Regions from separate parts of the Gossypium raimondii genome. Here region 1 is linked to region 2. Evidence: chromatin contacts called from public Hi-C data. All regions are on one chromosome and are shown on one strand. Each heading gives the region's core, a stretch centred on a gene start, on an enhancer-like site or on the middle of the called end of the contact. The rest is flanking DNA. Distances are from core to core; before and after follow the strand shown. Region 1 holds the start of LOC105797256 (a long non-coding RNA gene). Region 2 overlaps LOC105797251 (ubiquitin carboxyl-terminal hydrolase 17).

What was found. A called contact is a pair of places that touch in the nucleus more often than the background predicts.
Region 1: a contact with region 2 is called in a Hi-C map of leaf, with 2.6 times the contacts expected there. The contact joins two enhancer-like sites. A contact is called at or near these places in 2 of 2 Hi-C or Micro-C datasets (both in leaf).

What each region holds. Positions count from the first base shown.
Region 1 is chr3:14,034,345-14,040,247 of ASM2569854v1, reverse strand. LOC105797256 (a long non-coding RNA gene) reads right to left here and starts at 5,421. Exons shown (of 7, transcript XR_008194305.1): 1 at 5,276-5,421; 2 at 4,943-5,131; 3 at 4,263-4,843; 4 at 3,727-3,844; 5 at 1,482-1,610. Within about 2 kb of position 1,572, the one cell type or tissue checked has open chromatin away from gene starts, as enhancers often do. A contact at or near this core is called in leaf, where this site is marked.
Region 2 is chr3:13,798,545-13,803,740 of ASM2569854v1, reverse strand. LOC105797251 (ubiquitin carboxyl-terminal hydrolase 17) reads right to left here. Exons shown (of 11, transcript XM_052628138.1): 9 at 5,169-5,196; 10 at 4,478-4,539; 11 at 3,571-4,396. The coding sequence ends at 3,841. Among protein-coding and RNA genes, the nearest start is that of LOC105797252, 5.9 kb to the left of the region's middle. Within about 2 kb of position 3,195, the one cell type or tissue checked has open chromatin away from gene starts, as enhancers often do. A contact at or near this core is called in leaf, where this site is marked.

The DNA of each region.
Region 1 (5,903 bases), core at 323-2,822, 240 kb before region 2:
AAAATTTCGCATGAAGACCATCGACTCCTGGAGCCTTCAAAGGAGCCATGCTGAAGAACACTTTTTGAACTTCATCAATTGAGACTTTAACATTAAGAACCACCAAATCATCATTATCCAACGCTGGAAATCTTCCTCGACAGAAAAATTGTTCAGTAGGAGGGAATACGTCAATCATGTATAGATTCTTGTAAAACTCAATAGCATGTTTTTTAAGTGTCTTGATCATAACACCACCCCATTCCTTAAATCCTAAGGCCTTGTATTCAATTTCATTTTCGTCAAGCTAAAGTACGGCTATGGAAAAATTTTGTATTTCTATCACTATTGGCAAGCCATGTACTTCTAGAATTTTGGATCCATAGAAGTTCTTCCTACTCTAGGATGTCCTCAATAGCAGTCTTTAAATCGATCTCACAAGAACGTAGGCTTGGATTATCTCGCAATTCAAGAGACCTTTGCACCTTTCACAACTTTGTCATCAACTCTTTCTTCCTTGCAAAAATGTTCCTAAACACCCTTTTATATTAGCAACCACCTTAGTTGACACATTCCAATTACCTCGTACTAAGTCATTAAACTCAAGGTGTGATTGCCAACTTGCTAAACATCAAAAAGGTTTGTCACCAACAAATGAAGTAATCGAATCCGTGGCCACAGTGAGAGGCATGTGGTCCAATTTGAGTTTGTGCAAATAATGTACAAAGTAATTCAAAACAAAATTAACCCATTGTTCATTACAAATGGCTCTGTCAAGGCGTTGAAAAAGTTCACCCCTATTTCAAGCAAACATTGGCCCATGAAACCCCATATCTTGCAAACTAATATCGTGTAAAAAGGATTGGAAGAGCTTGCAAACTGTGCTTCTATTCTTCGACCCCTCTTTCCTCTCGTACACATTTAGAATGGCATTAAAATCCCTAAATCATATTCAAGGGTCTGAGATACCATTAGCAAGTTCTTGCAAACAATCCCATAATTTTTAATTCTTTAAAATATATTTTTTAAAATTTTTAAAAAAATGAATTGATTGTTTATGTGGCATCACATGACAATCAACATATATGTCACATTAGTAACGTTAACAAAGGTTAATTTTTCATTTATTTTGGGGTGATTTGACAAACAATGCAAGACAATGACTAAAAGAGACGAAAATTTAAATGGATGGCTAAAATGACTTTTTCTTTTAAAGTTAGAGGTCCAAATAAATTATTATACCTAAAATATATTTTTGAATATTAAAATTAAAATTTTGAATTGATGAAATAAATTAATGGTGTAAATTTTAAAATATAAATATTAAATTATTTATAAACTCTTTCTAAAATTTTTAAATTTAAAGATATTAAATATTTAAGTATACTCAAACTCATAATTTTATATGATTGCTTGAGAATTAATAATAAAACTCAAGTATAATTGAATCTATCAAACTGAAAAATAAAATAAAATAAGAAACCAAGTTTTGGAACATTGACCTTAACCCAAAAGGAGAACATCAAGTGGTCAATGTCAATTTGTGGATGTGGAGGACCCAAAGCCAAAGGCGAAGGCGAAGGGCCACACGGAACAACTCTTCCTGTCTGTCTCAATCCTTACGTCTCTCTCTACTCCAACAAACAAACACAGTCAAGGCAGTACACTATCAATCACTTCATTTATTTATTTATAAGTAAATTCCACATAATTTAATTAAAAAGGGATTAAGAACATATTTTTATATAAAAAATTACATTATTATAATAATTTTATATTTCTATATAAAATTAAAATCCACTTATCAAAATATTTGAATTAAAGATGTCACATATTTTAAATTTTCAACATCACCATTTCAATAAAAATTTTATTTAATTTTTACATGAAATTTTAAAATTTTCATTCATACTGTAGATGTAACATAATCTAATATTATATTAATTTCTTGTATTTTTATTATATTTTATATTATGTGTACATTCTTTTATTCTTTTACCTTTCAACATGCTAACCCTACATTACTAAGTAGTCATATTCCTTGACTTTTCCCATTAAGAAAAATATCTATAGTTAAACTACTAAAATAAACGTTAAATTAGTTAATTATTAAATAAACCCTTGTATTCTTTTATATCCTAATAACAAAGCAAATCCAAAAAAAATTAGGGTCAAATTGAATTATAAATTTTGAGAGGTCAAAATATAATTTTATCATGTATTAATTTATGATTTCATTATTTTCTGAAGTAGCTTAATAGATTCTTTTTAATTTTTTAGAGATCAAATTCTAGAGGATGGAAAGGGTGGATGGGTAGGCAATAATGCTATTATTGATCTTGCAACTAACTTTTTTAAAAATCATTTCTCTTCCAACCCGTTGCAAAGTTGTGAACGGCTTAGAAACGAAGTCCAGCCTTGTATCACAAAGCCTTTAAATGAGGAACTTGGTAAAGAGTTTAGAGAATAAGAGGTGGTGGAAGCTTTAAAGAGCATGACACCTCTCAAAGTGTCCGGAAAGAAGTACAAGCCCCCACGAATTTGGGATAGTTCAAACCTATAAGTCTTTGCAATGTCGTCTACAAAATAAATTTGAAAGTAGTGGTTAATAGATTTTGAAGGGTTCTACACTTATGCATTGAAGAAACGTAATGTGCTTTTGTCCCATGAAGACAAATAACTGATAACATTCTGATAGCTTATGAAATTTTACATTCTTTCAAAAACAAGAAGAGAGGAGGCACAGGCTTTTTTGCCCTAAAATTGGACATGAGTAAAGCCTATGACAGAGTGGAATGAAATTATCTTGAAGATATGATGAAAATGTTAGGCTTTTGCAGCAGTTGGATTGATCTTGTAATGAGGTGTATAAGAACAGTATCCTATTCGGTGTTACTTAATGGGAATCAAGGGACAGAATTCAAACCAATGAGAGGAATAAGGCAAGGAGACCCTCTGAGCCCATATTTATTTATCATATGAGCAGAAGGCCTTTCTAAGCTATTGAATAACGCTAAAAAAGAAGGAAAAATTGAATGGGCTAGAGTGGGCAGAGGAGATCTATCTATCACCCATCTTTTCTTTGCCAACGATAGCATATTATTTGGGGAAGCAATGATGGAAGGTTCAACAATAGTGAAAACAGTAGTTAATCAGTACGAAAGTATTTCTGGTCAGCTAGTGAATTTTGAGAAATCCCTGATTTATTTAATAGAAATGTACAGGATGACCTTAAAGAGAAAATAAGAGGAGTTTTTGGGGTTCGAATCTCAAATAACCCAGAAAAATATCTAGGCTTCCCAACGATGGTAGGAGGAGAAAAATAGGCGCGTTCGTGGAGTTAAAAGAAAGAGTTATTCAAAAAACGAAGACTTAGAGCATGTGTAATTTGTCTTTTGGTGGTAAAGAAGTTTTTATAAAATAAATTTTACAAGCACTTCTCATTTACGCCATGAGTGTTTTAAATTAACAGTGTTGCTTTGCAGAGAATTAGAAAATTTGATGAGTAAATTTTGGTGGCGCAATTTAAAAACTAATAAAGGCATTCATTGGAGTAATTGGTTCGTTATGTGCAGTCCAAAAGTGTTTGAGCATTTGGGGTTTAGGGATTTGGCAATGTTCAATTTTGCCCTGGTTGCTAAACAGGGATAGAGATTATTCGCCCAACCTAATTGTTTGTTTGCGCGCGTAATGAAAGTAAAATATTATCCACATGATCATTTTTCAAATGCAAGGTTAGGAGCTTACCCCTCTTTTACCTGACACAACATTCGAAATGTACGTAGTTTATTGGAAGAAGGAATAGGCTGGAAGATAGGGAACGGTGAATTAACAAATATCTGGAATGATGCTTGGCTACCTACCCCTGGAGATGGAAGAGTAAAAAGTTAGAGTATAAATATAAACTATTCCAAAGTAGCAGATCTAATTAATAAAGAATCTTTTACATGGAACTCTAATACAGTCTGGGACTTACTAGAAAGGGAACAAGCTGAGGCAATCCTGTTTATTTCGTTGGTAAGCAGGACTCAATAGGATGTTATGAAATGGGGTGGAGATAAATAGGGCGAGTACACAGTTTAGAGTGGTTTTAAATGGCTAATTAAAAATGACCTACATCTACAGGATTATTATACATACCAAACTAATATAAAAGCTTATTTTACAAAACTGTGGAACATTCCGATTCCCAGTAAAATAAAAATACATTTATGAAGAGTAACCAACAATTATCTCCCCACGCTTAGTAACCTAAAGACTCGAAGACTCAGGAATGATGTTACCTGTCCAATCTGCTCAGTGGAAGAAGAAACTATGGAACACCTTTTTCGAGATTGTGAATTCACAAAAAAGGTTCAGCAAGAGGTTGGAGTTGATGTCTCGCACATAAACACAGAATAAACATGGAAACAATGGTCAATCTCTTTCTTTTGCATCAATAACATTCATTTGTGTGCAGTCATGGCAATTTCAGTTTGGGCAATGTGGTATAATAGAAATAAATACTACCATGAAAGGAAAAAGGGAAGGGTATAACAGGTTGTGGGTTTTATTAAAGCTTATATTCTAGAGTTAGATAAAATAAAATCCATAACAGAGGTCAACATTAAGTCAAAGGAGGAATTCTGGAGACCCCCAAGGCAGGACAAGTTAAAGCTAATTTTGATGAAGCATTTTTTCAATACGACATTACAGCAACAGTGCGAATCGTTATAAGAAATCATGAAGGTCTTTTGATGGTGGCGTGTACTTACCCATTAGGAAGAACTCGGGATCCGACCACTGCAGAAGCAAAGGCGTGTCTTCAAGTCGTAATATTTGGCAAGAAATGGGTTTTCAAGATCTGATAGTTGAAGGTGATGCTCTAACAGTTATAAAAAAAACTCAAATCAGACTCAAAGGACAGATTGGTGATTGGCAACATTATAAATGAAATTAAGAGAAAAGACCCAATTTTCTTAACTTATCTTTTCAATTTAATCCTCGGAATACAAATAAAGTAACGCACACCCTTGTAGCTCGAGGGCACTATCTCACTAGCCCATCCTACTAGATAGAAGAGGTACCGACGGAAGTTGAACCTATAGTCTTCAACGATCAAAGATGTTGAATCGGTGAAGATGGGTCATTTCTTTCTGAGTTTGGGGATGATCTGCCAAAAATAATAGTTCTTATTTCTTTGACAAACTCAGAGTTTAGGAGAAGTTTGGTATGGCGTTTCAAAGGAAAATACAGTGATTGAAGTAAGCCAGAAAGCTCCAATAATGGTTAAAGATGCAAAGAAGAGGAAATGTACCTTGGAACACGATAGGGTTTATGGTTTTAATTTTAGGTTTTGCTTGTTTTCTTAGGATTTAAGTATGTGACCTTTTGTGTTTTTAGGAGAACTCAAGGCATCGCCTTAGTTACCATTGTTTTTATGACAGCTATTAAGACAGCTGTTGCTTGCAGGTTTTGGTGAGTGTATTGCGTTTCCTCTTTAATGCATATCAATTTTTCCTTAAAAAAAATTTTAGAGATCAAAATGTAAATTAATCATACATTAATTTATAATTTAAATTTGCATAATAATTTTTTCATTTTTAGAGGCTAAGTCGCGTGGTCACCACCTCTAAATTCACACTTGCCTAATAAATTCTTTTTATTTTTAGAAGAAATAAGTCTTGAACTTTCAATATACATTTTTTGCACTTATTTCAATGAAACATTAAGATGTGTCAAAAGCTTATTTAAGTATAAATTAGGGGTTAGGAAATTGACATCTTATTTTAGGTTTAAATATAGGAGCAATCCATCTAAATAAAATATACTTTAAAGGTGTCATACAGTAATACTCACCGACCCGAGACCGAGACAAGCTTTAGGTCGTCGACCCACAATTTGGCCAGACTCCACCAGATGAATGTACACGAGACGTACATTGA
Region 2 (5,196 bases), core at 1,946-4,445:
TATTCCATGTAAGACTATGTCTGGGACATAGCTTTAGCATGTATTATCAGACAGAAGACCCGAGTATCCTTAGTATTCCAAGTGGTTCAACGGGCTTTAAATAGACCATGTTACATGAAAGTTTAGATAAAAGCATAATAATAAATTCAAGTGAGTTATAAGGATTGAGAATATCTCAGTTATCAGTTGAGAAAGAAATTTCAGCAATGGAGGAGTAAGTTATAATCATGAGTTATTTAAGTAAGCAAGTAAGTAAACAAGTAAGTGAGTAAGTAAAGAAGCAAGTAAAGATTCTAATGTTTGATGAAATTTATGAGTATGATTATTTATGATAAATGTTGTTATTTATTTACTTGTAAACTTACAAAGCTTTATGCTTACTTTCTTTATTTTCCTTATTTTTATAGTATCGCCAAGTCAATTCGAGGATCACAAGGACGTCGGAGTTCGTCTCACACTATCTATAGACATCTTGGTATTATGTGATTTCGAAACTTATAAAGCTATGGCATGTATAGAGACGTAGTCATTTTGAGTGTGTTTATATGATATGGCTAATGGTTAGCTATTGAAATGGCTAATTAAGAACATGTTTGGTATTATGGATGCCTAAATGATAGTAAATACAAAGAAACTATAAAATAGTAAAAAATTGCAATGGAACAGTTTTTGGACAGCAGCAGTGACGTGATTTTGAAAAATCACCAAGGATAGTAGAAATATAATTAGAGGTTTAATGATATATAGAATTAAAGCTTATCGAGTCTATTTTCACACCAAAGAAACGGTGTAGGAAAAGAAATTTTATATTAGGAGATATTTGAATTTTAGTGAGATAGGGTCAGAGTTGTTTTTGAAGTCCCCTGTTTTGACTTTAGAAAATCATTAAAAATTGTATAGAAATAATTATGATTCATAATTTATATGTCTAGAATCCTTAGTGAGTCTATTTTCAAAAGAAACAAATGAGAACATTATATGAATTATGTAAAATGAGATAACTGATTTTTAGTACAGAGAGATCAGAACTATCAAGTAGAGAAACAGGGGAGACTTTAACTAATAAACTGTACTAATCGGCTAACTCAAAAATTATGGAAATTTTATAGTAAGAAATATTTGAGTCTAGTTTCAGGGAAAATTTACAGATCTAAATTTTGAGTTTCGTAACTCGAGTTATAATTAAATTAGTGACTATCACGCGAGTGGATAGCTTTACTGGGAATAGTGATATAAGTTATTTTTTATTTGTTTAAGTATTCGGAAAATTTTTGTGTTTCCGATTTGGACCCAAATCATTTCCATTGCATGTTTTAGGGTCTCGAGGTTGTTTTTAGAGACATATTGATTGAACGTGAGCCAATTAATTTTAAAAGTAAATTTTTATGCTCCGAACTGGTAAGTTAAATCAGATAACGACTCGTGCTCAACTCCGACAACAGTCTCGGGTAAGGGGTGTTACAAATATCACCGCCACCGCTATTTTTAATCTTATTGAATCTAATTTCACTACCCATCCAAAGAGAGCTAAAGAGCTCGACTCTTCAATTCCGACTCATTTGGCTGTATCGATTGATAAGCTCTTTAGTAATATATATATATATATATATATATATATAGTTTTACTAAATTTATTGGAGGAATTAAGGGATTTTGAAAGAAAAAAAATAGTCGTAATATGTTGTGCATGCCGGTGTAAAAAACCTTTTTTGTAGTTTTGGTTGGTGATGCAGATCAATTACAAGAGGAATTTTGGAGCATAATAATCTCTGAGAGATAAAATACATACTATATTTGACGGTAAGATGCTAAGTTTGTATGACGGTAAGTTCAAGACAGGCACGGACAAATGCCACTGTCTTTCAGCCCAAAACAGGACTTAGTTTTGACACTGATGTATGTATGTATGTATGTATGTATGTATGTATGTATGTATGTATGTATGTATGTATTAATATAGATGAAAAAGATCTTTTAAGACAACCATCCATGACTTGTCTGATTGTGTCTTGTTGCGTTGCCCCGACATCTCCGAGACATGCATATACATATACATATATGCAGTTACTCCTGGCTGAATGTTTTTTCAGGGTAAAAATCAATGGTTAAAACACTTTTGAGTGAACAAAAACAAGGCATGGAAGAGGCAAGGAAGAAAGTTATGCAATTTGCCCATTTTGGGATTTGATCTTTGTCTCTAGACAATTAGTTGGGAGACGGGATGAGGGTCCCATTTTAGCTCCAAGTTGTTATAGAAGTTCCATTGATGACAGTTGATAAAATGCAATAATATTGCATATTCATGCATTCTTCCAAGTGGTGGGACACTTGCTGCCTTTTCAACGGCCGCCACGAGAAGCTACAACATTTCCCACTTGCGCTTGCGCATCATTTTGGTTTTTCTTTTCTTCCTCCTTTTTTGTCTTTTCGTTTTTGATGAATAATATGAGTACATGTGACCCCGCAGGCACTCACTATTTCATTATATAGACTAGTTTTATAAGGTATTGTTAACCTCATGGTTTTGTCCCCAAAATGCGCCTTGAATGTTGAAGCTGGTGTGAACATATGTACCAATTCTAATATATGGTCAATGTAAGTTTCATGGCTTCTCTGCTAATAAATGTCACGATTCACATCATATTACAAGATATTATTCACTTCAACTCATTAAACATTGCGACTTTTGTTTATAAAAAAATGTGTTTCATCTATGAATATGATGCCACTACTTGTATCCTAAAATCAAATTCATTATTCTTTCTCTCTAAATTCGTGACACGACAATAAGCCATTAGCTTTCTGAGACATCGCTTCTGACTTAAAGGAGCTTGAAAAGTCAAGCCCTTATTCCCTCTTAAATCAAAATGTTGGCCTTTCTTCAAATATGATTAGCTTTTAATCTAAATCTGCTTTTCAAAAACCAACCAACTCTTTCTTCCTTCAAATAGGCTTTTCATTGATGGGCAAAAAAAAATTATTCTATACTTTTCTACACCTACAAAATAAAATTCAATTTCTTTGACAAAACAAAGTTCGCCCTTTGGCATGCTTTTGACTGGAACGTGATTATTCAACTTTATTTTATATACAAGGTTGTGAGTAATACGCGGTCGTGATAGGTACTAAGTGACACTACTGTGAATGTATATAGAGGGCTGTGTGTAATACGTGCTTGTAGTCAAGGGAGGCATCATTTAGGGGGTGGAAAAAGGGTACACGTGTTGGGTTATGATAGGCCCCTCTTAGTGAAATTGAAAATTCTATTGAATGTCATGGTGCGGAAAGACGAATGAAGTGAAAGATATTTGCATTAGACTAACAAAAGAAAAGAGGGGAAATAATTATACAAAATGTGGTTTGGATAGTCAAAATTACGAAATGATTGAAAATACCAAGTAATCTATAAGTTCTAAGTTCATGCAATGAACGTTGATTCGTTGGATCTTTACTTGCTCAATACAAAAAAGATACAAGGTTATGGGCTAATTTATAACTTTTTTACCAATTTAAAATTACATTTTCGATGAAATGAAAACTTTCTTTTTTTTTCAAAAGTTATGCCAACAATTATGCTAAACCGGGGCCTAAGGATTAGGCTGGTGTATTATTTACCCAGAGAACGGGAAGCTATGAACAAAAAGGGATAGGCTGCTTTCTTTAAACATAGCTAAGCTAACTACATGAGTAAGTACATTACATATACAACCCTCCCAAAAACACTTATTTACCTCATTTTAACTCAAATCTCGTAATAAGATTTTTAATCTCTTCTTCCCCTCGTTGATTTTCTAAAACATGCATCATTTTTAAGAGGTTAATCTCTTTGAGTCAGTTTTCCTAAGCTACTACTACCTTTCTACATTGTTTACTCATCGTGTCGGAGTGGAAAAAGAGATCATCTCGCTTACCTTCCTCATCCATTCGAGAGCTGCGAATTTTGGGTGAACCCGAACTATATCGGTCTAAATCAGCAACAGGTGAATGCCTCAAGTAAAGGGAGGAAGAAGATGATGAAGAAAAAGCATCTGAATCACAACTCCTCCATGGGCTGTTCCACCCTTGGACTGAATCACCAAATATAGAATCTATTAAGTCATCAGTGCTGGTAGAATCACGTGTGCTATCAGTACAGCAGGAACCTTCATCAGAATTGACGCTAAAAAGAGAACAACTATCACTTGACGACGAGTCCTCTAAAATCCTTTGCAGTTGATTGTATTTTGAATAAAAAGATTCAATACTGCTAGGAGTATCTGAATGAATCAAGCTGGGGTGGAATTCATCAAGACCAGAATATGTCAAAGAATTGGACTTCAGCGGATTTTTTGAATTGACACTCGATGGAATGGCTTTACTTCTGTTCTTCATCAATCTTGGGGCCCGAGGTGAGCACCTGCAAGATAATTTGGTTAAACAACCAAGCAATGACGTCATATAAACTTCTAAAGCAAACTCAAGAACTGAGATTCTTTACCTGGCATAAAGAAGCATATATGCTCCTTTTGTTAGAACTCTTTCGAGTTCTGTAGATGTTACCTGCCAATTTATTACCGCCCCGGAAAAACTTGAGAGGTGATTTAACATAATTAAAACATAACATTAAAGAGTAACATGAAGATGGACATAAAGCGGGTGAAATTGAGTGAATATTTTCAAACTGAATATCTTGTGCTTTAGGGTAGCATTTTTGGCCTACAGATTGGTGCATCAGACAGAAAAATATAAAATGCCTCCAACTTAGACATCAAAAATAGATGCCAACCGGAGTATTTTCCAATTTTTTCACTATCTCAAAAGCCATTAGAAAAAAAAAATTGTTTAATGCAGTCCAGAATCAAAAGGAAGAATACAAAGTCACCCTTGGTTTATTTCAAAACATTAGGGAGTATTTTTGTACAACTCCTTTTACCCAGGAAAATTAAGTGATTGTAAAGCAAAGGATTTAAAAGAATCGATGATTATTAACATGGCAACTACAGCTAAAACATTACATATGGGGGAAAAACCCATTAAATTAAGGGAGAACAAGCCAAACATGCTATTACAAAAATTAAGGGTAGGAAATCAAAATATAATGTAGATGAAAACATAGATCGAGGAAAGAAGCATGCGGTAAACAAATGAAACGGCTTAAGGCATGCAGATGATAGTTGTAGAGAACATACCATGCTGTCATCAATCTTAAACCACTTG